Linked DNA regions of Mus musculus: region 2 is linked to region 1. Evidence: chromatin contacts called from public HiChIP or PLAC-seq data. All regions are on one chromosome and are shown on one strand. Each heading gives the region's core, a stretch centred on a gene start, on an enhancer-like site or on the middle of the called end of the contact. The rest is flanking DNA. Distances are from core to core; before and after follow the strand shown.

The links. HiChIP or PLAC-seq counts read pairs in DNA pulled down with a chosen protein or histone mark.
Region 2: a contact with region 1 is called in an H3K27ac HiChIP or PLAC-seq map of embryonic fibroblasts, with 27 read pairs. The contact joins the promoter of Gucy2d here to the enhancer-like site in region 1. A contact is called at or near these places in 1 of 15 datasets of contacts at CTCF or cohesin (the NIH/3T3 cell line), 13 of 484 Hi-C or Micro-C datasets (the HPC-7 cell line, the N1E-115 cell line, bone marrow-derived macrophages and 6 more), 9 of 115 datasets of contacts at active chromatin or transcription factors (the 3134 cell line, embryonic fibroblasts, embryonic stem cells and 3 more) and 4 of 9 other capture datasets (adipose tissue, liver, macrophages and 1 more).

What each region holds. Positions count from the first base shown.
Region 1 is chr7:98,387,315-98,393,465 of GRCm38.p6, forward strand. It overlaps Gm44507 (a long non-coding RNA gene), which reads right to left. Exons shown (of 7, transcript XR_001778223.1): 6 at 5,686-5,777. Among named protein-coding and RNA genes, the nearest start is that of Gm44507, 25 kb to the right of the region's middle. Within about 2 kb of position 3,322, at least 86 of the 459 cell types and tissues checked have an H3K27ac peak or open chromatin away from gene starts, as enhancers often do. A contact at or near this core is called in the NIH/3T3 cell line, adipose tissue and embryonic fibroblasts, where this site is marked.
Region 2 is chr7:98,437,967-98,444,117 of GRCm38.p6, forward strand. Gucy2d (guanylate cyclase 2d) reads left to right here and starts at 2,450. Exons shown (of 19, transcript NM_001130693.3): 1 at 2,450-2,549; 2 at 5,459-6,151. The coding sequence starts at 2,543.

The sequences.
Region 1 (6,151 bases), core at 2,072-4,571:
CAGAATTTCCCAGGTGAACTTACTCCCCTGAGCTGGTGTCTCTATCTCTTAATGTCTGAGTCAGCGGTATATAGGCCCGGCTCAGCCAGTGTGGCTCCGGTAGCATCCTGGAGTAGCTGCACCTGTCCTGAGCCCAGTTTCCTCTTCGCACAGGCAGCTGGAGGTCATGGGGCATTGCCAGCCTCGCCTGCCTGAGCTGGTGTTTGGGCAAGTGGAGGTGAGGCAGGGACAGCAGTTGGTAGACAAAGTCCTCTCACCCCAGGAGATTTGGGGAAGGATTCTTTCTGCTTTGCTTGGCTGAAGATAAAACTGCTGGTCCTTTTATAGGTTTGTCATTGATGTTCCCGGTGACCTTAGGGACTCTGATTCCCCCCTGCTCCTCTCACCTGTTAGAGTTACGACTACCCCTTCCTTGGCTTCAGAGATAGGAAACTTTCTCGCTTTGTGCTGGACTCCAGGGCCATAGAAGACTCAGTCCTGCCCAGTGGGGACTGGAACTACTTTGTCCCACCACCTGGAACCCACCATCTCTGTCCACTCCAAATGAAATAAAAGAGCAACTGCCGCCCAGAGCTTCTTCTCGACTCATACCTTGTGACCCTACTGAACATCATCATTGTTTTCCTCCGTGACTGCTTGGCAACACTACCAGATAACAGCTCTTATTCCAGTTGTGTAGAAGAGAAGACTGAGGCTTGAGCGATCAGATTTTGCTCCAAAATTCACACAGCTGGCATGAAGGATCCTTACTTACATCGATCTGGGTAAAAGTCACTCCCTGGACCCGCTCTTCTCATCTCTGTACCTGCTGCTCCCGTGGCTGGGTTTCCGGTCTGCTGCATCCCAGGTCCATTCCTGAATAGTTATGCAGTATCTAAGTCAGAAGAGACAGAGCAGGATTTTCCACTAGCCATCTGACTGTGGGGGCTGATCGTGGGTCAGAGGCCTCACTCCTGGGGTTTCAGGAACCATGTTTTCTGAAAGATTCTGGGGCTTACCATCAATTTGGTGAGTGAGGAGATCTCTGCCCGGCACCCTCAGAATACTCTTTTTCTGGAGTTAGCTTGGTAGTAGGCAGAATTCTGACCTGCCTATTGCTGGCCAGGCAGTGTGTTTTTACAGAAGTCTCTACCCTTTTGGGTTTGTTTGTTTGTTTGTTTTTGAGAGAAGTTCTCAGGAATCCCAGGCTAGCTTTAATCTTGCTGTTTAGATAGCCAAGGATAGCCTTGAACTTGTGATCTTCCTGCCTTCACTTCTGGAATGCTGGGTACGAAATACATTACCACACCTGATTTTATGTAGTGTCGGGGGTTAAACAGAAGGCTTTGTGCATGCTAGGCAAACACTTCTGTCAGCTGACCGCCATCCTCAGTAAGTCTTCTCTCTGAGATGTCAGATTCCAGATTTGCAGACATGAGGCTGGGACAAGCTCTCTGACATACACATACTGTGAAGTAACTGTAGATGAACCACACCCTGTCCCAGTTGGGTCTGGAAGGGGAATATGGTTCTGAATGGCCTGCCTCAGCCTCTCAAGGCCCTCCTAGATCTTGTGGCTGCTCAGATGGGTCAACCCTGCATCTCACATCATTTAGAAAAGCAGACAGTGATGCAAGCGGGAGGGACGCAGAAGGGCTGAGGTCACTGTGGCTGGCTGCCCAATAGTGTGGTGATGGAGGGTGTCCTTGGATCACGCCCACCCCTTACCAGCCCCAGCTTCCATCCTGTAAGACAGTGATAACAATAGTGCCTGCTTTCAGAGGGTTATTAATGATGAGAATAAAACAGGGACTAGTGGGAAGCGTGTTTGTAACGCACATGGCGCTGAGCCTGGGAGGCAGTCAGCACTCAGAGAGAATGATCTTGACAATATGGTGATGGTGTGGTATTGGCAAAGAAAGGGAGAAGGATGATGTCATCCACGATGCTCCCCGACTCCACCCTTGTGCGTCTTCCTGAATGCCTTTACCCACGACATCCCACCCTAGCACAAACATGTCCAGAGAAACCAAGTAGCCAGGGCCTGCCTTCTGAATTGGGAAGAAGCCAGATACTGGCCCTCAAACAGCACCAGTGGCTGTGTTCTGTGCATGTGGCAGCACCAGCTTTGAAAGAATTAACGGAAGTCTTCCCAAGGGAGGCAGTGCTTGGCTGCCGTGTGATGGGGGACTAGGAGTTGGCTGATTGAGTAGAATAGGATTTCTCTTTTCCATTTAAAGGCATCCCTGGCAGGCGAAATAACAGGAGCAAAAGCAGAGAGGTGTGAAATAGCTTGGGAAGAGGCACGATCCAGTTAGACAGGTGGGAGCAAGGGGCAGCAGGGACACGAGGATGTTTGGGTCAGCTCTCACAGAGGCTAGGGTACGAAATCATTCACCACCTAGCTTGCAGGCCGTGCCAAACTGTTTCATACATTGCGCAGTAGACGTTCTAAGTATCTCCTCAATCCAAAGCACTTTTGTGGTGGACACCTTGGGTGCGACCCAGATGCCCCCGGACTCCAGGCTGGGTCACTCCTTCCTCAGCTACTGAGATTTCCAGGGGCAGAGTCTGAGGTTCACATTCCTCCCTGCCACTGTCTCCCCATCACGTGTTGAGGGATGGGGGTGCGGTGTCGACCAGAACTCCTCCCTCAACTTGGAATAATTGTGAGGAGTCATTACAGAGGCTGGGGGGGTGGGGGGGGGAGATGGCTCAGCATGTAAGGCCCTTGCTGTGACAGACTGGAAAAAAAAATTCTTAAGTTTGGATCCCCAGCACCAGTGTAAAATCCAGGCCCAGAGGCACCCAGTGTAAGGAGGTGAAGACAGGTGGGTTGAAACTCACTGGCCAGTCGGCCCATCCAAATTAGTGAGCTCCATGTTTGGTGAAAGACCTGGGCTCCAAAACTAAGGTGGGGAGGGGGCTGTAAGAATGCTTAGCAGTGAGCTGGTGTTTGCTGCCAAGCCTGACAACCTGAAATCAATCTCTAGGACCCATAAAATAAAGGGGAGAATCAAAACCCACAAAATCTCCTCTGATCTGCACATGAGACATGGTGAGAGCTCATGAACACACACACACACACACACACACACACACACACACGCACACTAAAATTTAAGTGGGGAATAACTGAAGAAGACACCTAACACTGACCTCTGATTGCCACAAACATGCATGCATTTACACCTGAACACACTCATGTGCATACCCAGAGAAATACATGTATCTAATACACACACACACACACACACACACACACACACACACACACACACACAGCCATTCCAGCTCCAAACCTCTGGGAGGAGCAGGCAAAGGCCTTTGAGGGATTTGCTCAGAAGTCCAGTTTGTCTCTCTGCCCAGTTCTGATTCACAAGTTCCTCGTCACAGATACAGATCTTGAAAGAGCTTCCCCCAAATAACTATCTGCCAGCAAATCTCCCTCTTGATCTCCTTCCTCAAGAGCTCCACCTGCACCAACCATCATGCAGCGGTCTCCATGATGGGTGGCATCTCATTGAAGGGTGATGAGGAACCCTGCTTTTTGAAGACATTTCTGTCCAGAGTGAGAGGCTGAGTTGGCAGGACACACTGGAATCTAGTAGTCAGAGAGGATGCGATTGTTTCAATTTAGCAGAAATATGATGTGAGCAAGAGGTGATAGGGGCAGGAAGGAGGGGTAATCTTTGGGAACTTAGAGAGCAGGGGGAATACTGAGTCTGGAAACGGTCTGGGAGCCTTGAAACATCAGGGCAAGGTGGAGCCTTCTGGGATCCTGCCCCAGTCATCCTGCCCGGGATGACAGGAAAGATTCAACAAGAGAGACTCAGCTCAGTGGCTATCATGGCTACCAGAGATATGGGTGGGGAGGCCCTGGAGGTGTGGAGGAGATGACCTGGGGGTGTGGAGGTGGGATAATAGTAATGGGTGGTTTATAGACCATTTCTTTACCCATTGAATTTATTAGCAATCAGAAAGACCAAGGTCCTGGAGAGTAGGGTGGGCCAGCTGTTAACCCTTTGGTTGCTGAATCTTGCTGCGCTGGGTAGAGGGACGCTTGCATGCAGTAGCTCTTTACAAAGCAGTAAGCATCCTTGCGTGCCAACTTACCACAAGCCCAGCTGCTCCCTCTGAAATCCTCCCAAGAGCCTGCTAGACAGATACCTCAATCCCTAGTCATAAAGAGGAAGCCAGGGCTCAGTGCGGTTCCCGCCTTGTCCAGAACCAGGCAGTGCCTGAAGACAGAGCTGGAGTTGATCCAGGCTCATCTGACACATGCCTGTAATTGCTGGGGAGGGGTGTGTATGTGTGTGAATCAGGACCCAGAATTCTTGGCTCTTTAATCAGAGTCCTTTCTCCTTGCTCAAATGGCTACTTCCTATGCTAAATTCCAGAATTTTTGATCACGAGCCAACTTCTTCCAAGAAACAGAGCTTGAGAATGACCAGTTTACGGGGACTTAGGGTGATGTGGGTTATTTTAGCAGGAATTTCCAGGCCTGGGAATCTCCCCAACTCCTGGTTGGATCACTGACACATATGGGCAGGACTCTGTAGCTGTGGCAGCCGTAGTCTCTTCAGTGGATGACACCTCCACAGAGTCAGGAGTGGGGCCCCTAAACCTGCCTTACCTTGGTCCCATCACCTCCAGCCTGTGCCTTGCAGGGAAATGGTCTGTCTTAAGCATCACTTTTCTAAGTGTTTTTATAGAGCTTGGCTGTTTCGTTGAGCTGCAAAGGGCTATAGTCTCTGTTCTCTGTGGTTTTGTGTTCCTTGGCTTCAATGACCTGCTGTCTACCATGATCCAAATATATTAAAATGGAAGCAAGGCGTGGTGGAAAACTCCTGTAATCCTGGCACTGGGGAGGTAAGGGCAGGAGGATCGTGAGTTCAAGTAAGACCTTGTTTCAAAAAACAAAACCAGTCATTTTGAAGGGAAACTTGCAGAAATAAGCTATGAACTTTAGATTATATGCGGGCGGTTGTGAGTAACATGAAGCTGTCTCCTGTACTGTCTGTGTCTCACCCAGAAAGTGAGCCACCCTTCTGCACGCCATGCGCCCTGCATGGACTAGCTGCCTGTTGCTCCTCAGGCAGACACCATAGTTATTAGGCTCCCTGAGGCAGAATCTAACAAGCACCACAGTGAGTGACAGAAAGCCCTGCTGTCCCCTGTTAGGGTGTTCATGGTTTGTTCTCCTCACCCTGGACTGGTCCTAGCCCTGCGAACTCATACACAGGTCTGAGTCAGTCACAGCAGGACAACGTGTTCAACCCTCACTTCAAAGAAATGGATGTAAGTGAGGTCCAGAGAGGACAAGGACCTGCCCAAGGCCACCCAGTGCTCTGGTGTACAGCATGTTCCAGCTTGAGTGTCCCAACCAGAAGCCTGGAACCTGTCCATGTCTCAAATCAATGTGATCTGTGGCATCAGGCCAGGGGATTGAGGGAATTTGGAAACTGACTTTAGTTCAAGTTTGACTCCTTGAACTCTGGACTTGCTGGGAGACTTGGACAAGTAACCAATCTCCCAACTTCGATCTCCTTGGTTCTGAAATAACGACTCCTTCCTTACAAAGTTCTTGCAAAAATATAGAGAAAGCATCATTGTGAGAGGCATGCAGTGGGCCTGAGTTGGTCCAGTTAATGATTGTGTTCATTAATATGAATACACACCCGCTGGCACACTGTGGATACTCACGAAAGCTTGGTGTCTCTATCTCTGCATGCAATCTCTTCTGTTTCCATGGGTGGCTGCAGAGGGCCTGTACGTTTTTTTCTGATGCCCACAGCCTGGTAGACAAGAAGAGACAAAATTGAATTGTGATTCAGAGTTAGGGAAAGAGTATAGAGCTAGCTTCTAAAATCACCTTCTAGCAAAAGTTTGAAACAAAGCAGCGTGCACCTTAGAATCTGTTCTAGCTCAAACCTCCCTGGTTATACTCAAGCCTTTTGCAGGCCCTATGGAAGGAGCCAGAGCCTGCAGCTGGGCCTCCATCCTCTAGTCTCCCTGGCCAATACTCTCCCAGATCCCAAGCAGGGCTCAGTATGAAAACCAGTCCTGTGTGGTCTGGACTAGAGCTGAGCAAGTGTCAGAAATGTTCTTTAGGTAGCTAGATTCCATCTGGAGCCGTGGTAAAACAGAATATTCTAGATCTGGGAAGATT
Region 2 (6,151 bases), core at 1,200-3,699, 50 kb after region 1:
TCGGTGCTTTTGCTGAAACCGTGGTTATAGTCGTACAGACCATCCCATCTTTTACCGGCGTCCGACGTTGTCCATGATTGAAGGAGGCATTATACTGCAGGAGCAGGGAAACAGGAGTTAACTGGCTTCACCTCCTCTGTTACCCAAGAGCACCTGACAGAGAAAGGGAGTTCAGAGGGTTGTGACAGGGGCAGTTGGGACAACATCCTGCATGATAGGATGCAGTCTCGGGGCCAAATGTGTCTCCTCGTAGTCCGAGCAATGGGCCAGGAGTAAGGATAGAGTGCGCTAAAGAAAGCACACTTGTTGCCATTTCTGTGCTCTTGAGCTTGGCGTTTGGAGTACTGTGATTCTTTAAAGCAGTGGTTCTCAACCTTTCTAATGTCGGGATCCTTTAATAGAGTACCTCGTGTTGTGATGATCTCCAACCATAAAACTACTTTGTTGCTACCTTATAACTGTAATTTTGTTTGCTACTGTTATGAATCATAACGTAAATATTTAATATACAACTCCCACAGGGGTTGAGAACCATGGTCCAGCAGTTCTTCTGATGAAGTGGGTTGGACTTATCCCCAGCCATACGGACTTCTCATGACCCCAGGTCAATTCAAGAAGGGAGCTACTACATAAGCCCAAGTGACAGATCTCAGTCTTTATAGAGAGGTGGTGTTGGTGCCCCATAGGCTGCACGAATGCAGAATGTTAGCCCCAAGAATTGCCTTGTCCTACAATCCCGGTGAATCCCATAAAGACTAAACTCAGATCCTTCCAGAAGGCAGCTCAGTTTCACCCACCTGGCAGTTTCAGCAGCCTTATGATAATATAATTGTTCCTTATGCAGAAACCTGTCCTGTCCCTAATGATTGTTGATGCGTTTGAGTGAAAGTCACCCTGTTGGGCCACAAGTCATCTTGTGGTCTTTGTTCCAAGCAGCTATGTAAGGGTAGAAGTGTCACAGGCCACTGTCAGTCCTGCAGTAAGAACAGACTCCACAAGGACCTTCCTAATAGAGAGGCTTGGATAAACGGCAGGTCCCACCTGGAGCATGGAGCAGAGCTGGAAAGAGAACCAGGAGGCAGCTATGCTCTGCCCTAGCAGCACTCTGAGCACATCAGCAGGGGCCTGCAGCCCACTCAGAGCACTATTGGAGCTACAAGAAAATTCACAACCAAAACTAACTTATGACAGGCAGGTCTACCCTTTTTTAAAATTTTTATTTCTCTATGTATCTTATGTATACGAGAGCTCTATTTGCATGTATGCCTGCATGACAGAAGAGGGCATCAGATCTCATTATAAAAGGTTGTAAGCCACCATGTGGTTGCTGGGAATTGAACTCAGGACCTCTGGAAGAACAGCCAAGTGTTTTTAACCACCCAGCCATCTCTCCAGCCCCATACCTACCTTTCTAAAGACTGCATAATAATATAAAACTCTTCTGCTGAATTGTGTATCTGGTACCCTTGAGGTTCGCCACCTCGTTTTATAACATCTGTCACTTTTCAGCAGTAAAATTATTATTTGTTGACTCTTGTGCCCCTCTTTATCCTTGCTAGAAAAGATCTGTTAAGAGAAAAATGCTTTGTTCTCTCCACATGTCAATGGGGCTCACTTATCTAGGACAACACCTAGGAGGTAAGTGAGTTTGTGGGAAATGGCAGGAATAGTTGAGGCAATGGGGGGAAAGTGACTTTGACTCACTCCATGGGAGACCTGGGAAATGAGGTCTTAGTAAGTTCCAGATGAACGAATAAGGTGACAAAAACAAACAAGACACATTTCCGTGTGACAAAGTCATCTCAAGGGGAGGTGGAGTATGCTGTCAGCCCTTAGCAGAACAGAGACCTCAAGAAAAGCTGGTCCGCCAGAGAGAGTAGTGAAGGGGGATATAAGCAAGCCCTCTGGTCTGAGGTCTTAGCCACCAAAAGCCATCTCATGCAAGACCATCATGGTGCGGAAAACAGAAGCCTAAAGCAGCGATTAGCCATGGCCCTTACTGGTTCTGTAACCTGGGTCAAATTATCTAACCTCTCTGTGCCAGACTTTGTATATCTCTAAAAAGACGTAATAACGGTGCCACTGTGGATAGAATGAACTGCGCTTTGCACTTGATGGGTGCTTATCAATGCTGAGCTCTGTGACTTGTCTGGACTCCCTGCCTCCTGGGCACCCCAGAGTGGCCAGAGCTGTCCACAGTGCTGACCGAAGACACCCTCTTACCTCCTCCCTCTCCCTCCCACCCTAACTTCTTTCTCTCTCGTGTGGATCCCCAGAGCCCTGGTGTCTGAACAGATTCAATTTTCCAGATGATTTCTCTGGAATCCTAAGGGGAAGAGGGAGGGAACGAGCCATATCTGAAGCACTCCCCAGGCAGGAGTCTCGGGAAGCCAGCAGATAACAGGAGCAATGAGTGGCTAAGACACCACACAGACGTGGGAGGCCCCAAGTCAGAGAGTGCTCAGAAAGCCTCGCCTCTGAGGACCCTGGTGTGCGACCCTCCGGTCTGACAAAGATCCAGTGTCAACTCTGACAGCCCATCATGGCAGGTGAGTCTGCTGGGAGCATGCCCTGAAGAGAGCCAAAAGGGCCAGGCTGGGGGCAAGTGGGTGACCCTAGGCTGATAAGAATTCTCCATCCTTCTCCCCTGCGCTGATGTCACTCTCTCTGGCTTGGTGCCTTTGTGCAGACAAAAGCTTCCTTCTCTGTCTGTGAGCTCCAGGGCGCTGATAGGGAACCTTCAACTCCATGTGTATGGCCTCATAACCAAGTAACCTGTGGCAAACCCAAAGGCCATTACCAAATCCAAGAAATACAATCCCCTCTCCACTTCAGGGTTGCCCATTAACCTACTGGGCCCAGTGCAGAGAGACCAGAGGAGCTTACACCCTTTGAAGCAATAGGTGGAGGTAAATATGGCTAATCTCAGAGACGGAGATCTATTTCCATGTTCTACCAGCCCATGGGACATCAGTGAAAATGGACATTTAGAGACTTTAAGAGGCAAACTGAGCTCTCTGTGGTTGGGGAAACCAGGTCACAGAAAGGGGTCCAGACCCTGTGCTACAAATCAGGGCAGAGCTGTGGTAAAAGGTGGTCCCTGCTAATGTCTGTGCACCTCTGTAGGCCATTGGCTGCAGGACTCTTGTGGCAGTCTGACCAGCAGGACCTTAGGTAAGGAGTTCAATGGATGTTTTGCAGGACCAGGGGAAGTATAGCCTCTTCTCTGGGTTTCAATGTCCCCAACTGAACTCATAGGGGTTAACTTAGACATCAGCATCTTTAAAGCTCTGATATCCTCTATGAGGTATAGATAGATAGATAGATAGATAGATAGATAGATAGATAGATAGATAGATAGATAGATAGATAATTGATAGACATGATAGATATAGATATAGATGATATAGATTAGATATAGATATAGAGACAAAGCAAGTGAGGTGAGGTGGGATTTCTCTTTGGCTGGGAAGTTGGTGGCTAAGTCTGGCTCTGATTTGGTCTCACCTTTTCGTTAAGACCTCAGACAAGTCACTACCCATAATCAGTTTCTTCCTCTAAAACTGAGAGTTAAGCAAAAGCTTGATAGCTTCTGAGATGTTCCATCAAAGTCTGAGTCAGGGGTACTTCAGTAACAAGACTGTGAGGGAAGTGACTGCCACTTAGAACACTGAAGACTCATGCTCTGGTTCTCAGCTGGAGACAGACAAGGACTCTGTACATCAAGAGCTCATCCCACAGCCCCGAAGGATTCACTTCCAGGGCACATGAACCTCTGCTGGATGCTAGGAGACCACTAAGTATCACAGCAGAGGGCACTGAGCCCACAGGGCTCCGAGACAAACAGAAGACTAGCCTTTCATTCCCCAGCCCTGAAGAGTACTGAAAGCTTCAGTCAGCAGGGAAAAGTGTTGGAAACTCCACAGGAGGAGAAATTGAAACTCAACTTCCTGCCTCCTTCCTGCTAGGCTCTCTCTGTACCTTTTGCCTCCCCTCAAAGATCTGAAGATGGGGGTGATAATGAGGAAGAGGCGGGATGGCTTCACTTAGTGCGTGCAGATCATTCTCCCACCATAGATGAGGCAATCTAGTTTCCATAATCTACCAGGTAACTAGTTGCACCTCCATTTTGCAGGCTGGGAAACTGAGGCTCAAAGAACCTCAGTTCTTAGCCCAAAGTTAGGAGATCATGAGTGTAACTTTAATATGGCTCTAAGGCTCTCATCTACCTTTCAGTATCAAATATGGTTTCTAAAGAGCTGCTCTACCCAGACCCCTTTGGATGACATTCAAAGAAAACCTTCCCTTCCCCTGAGTTATGTCTCCAAGTGTAGGGTTGACGTGAGCTCTGCATCCTCCAGGAGGCCCTCACTGCCCTTGCTCATTCCTATCCATCCTCCTGTCTATGGCCCAAACTCATGGCTAACTCTTTCCTTTGCTGAGCTCTGCATCCCTATTTCCCTGGCAGTTTCCTGGGGGTCAGGATGCACCTTATTCTTTGCTGGGGTTCTTAAGATGATTGCACAAATGGTGTGGGCAGAAAGACAGCCACGCTCTGTGGATGGAGAAGAGGCTATGGTGCTCCATGCAGAGGCCAAGAAAGGCTTAAAGGTGGTGTCCAGAGCTTCTAACAGTAGAATAGAGTGGAGAATGGCGAGGGATGTGGACTCTGTGCCCACATCAGACACAGCAGGAGTGAAAGCCAGACCTTGCCTTATCTTGAAGCTGGCCTGCTAGGGCCTTCAACTCTAGGATTCTTGAGACATAGAGTCTGGCCAGCAGGTAGAGGAATCTTACGACAGAGTCAAATGTACTCACTTGGAGGGAAGTCCAAATTTTCTGGTTGAGAAGGTCATGTTGGGGCGGGAGAGGAGCCAAATGGACTTGGGTCATATACCATCCTCTACTGACGCTATGCTGGCTCCCCTAGCTTCTTCCTCTATGCAGTGTGGTGGAGAGGCCATTTGGTCCAGACAGGTCTGTGAAGGATGTGAGAAATGGGTCCACTGGTGATGTGAACACTTTAGATTCAGTTCTCTTGGTGAGCAGATGTAGCAGGTGAGCTGCTGCACTTGGCATGTGTGCTTTGCTCCCAGAGCCTTGGGCTCAGCAGCCAGGGTCTTTGGGCGGAGCTGGGCTTGTGGAGAACAGCAACAGGTCAGGGAGAGCTTGGTCCTCCTTAAGGAGTTAGGACACTGAGTCCCTAAGCAATGGCATTAGGCCGATTGCTGTCCACAACGCCATATTGTCACCACAGTAAAACTTCTGAGCAGTTTTGTTGCCCATATTTTCAGAGGAAGAAAACAAGGCTCAGAGAGACCCAGAGGCTAGCCTGGGACCTGTGGGTGGAGACAAGAGGTTAGGTCTGGATGTTATTCCTGTAGGTGACATCCGGTCTGAGCTCCATGCTTGGGACTCTGATAGACAACAAGGCTTATCCATACATACCCTTCCTCAGGTCTGCAGCAGGGCTGTCACTTTGAAGGCCAGAACTGGACAGCACCACACTGGAAGACCTGCCTGCCCTGCCAGGGCCCGTGGAGACTCACTGTCAGTCATCTGAAGACTGTCTCTTCCATATCAGTCCTCTCTGTGGTATTTTGGAGTGTCCTACTTTGGGCTGACTCCCTTTCCCTGTTAGCATGGGCAAGAGAGACCTTCACCCTTGGGGTGCTGGGTCCCTGGGACTGTGACCCCATCTTTGCCCAGGCCCTCCCCAGCATAGCTACCCAGCTGGCTGTAGATCAAGTTAATCAGGATGCCTCACTGCTGCCAGGCTCACAGTTGGATTTCAAGGTCCTCCCCACAGGCTGTGACACTCCTCATGCCCTGGCCACATTCGTGGCCCACAAGAACATAGTGGCTGCTTTTGTAGGCCCTGTTAATCCTGGGTTCTGCTCAGCAGCAGCCCTGCTGGCCCAAGGCTGGGGCAAGTCCCTCTTCTCCTGGGCCTGTGAAGCTCCAGAGGGAGGAGGTGACTTAGTGCCCACTTTACCTTCTGCGGCCGATGTGCTACTGTCTGTCATGAGACACTTTGGCTGGGCTCGCTGGGCCATTGTGTCCTCTCACCAGGACATCTGGGTAACCACAGCCCAGCAGCTGGCCACTGCTTTCAGGACTCATGGGCTGCCCATCGGACTGGTGACCTCTT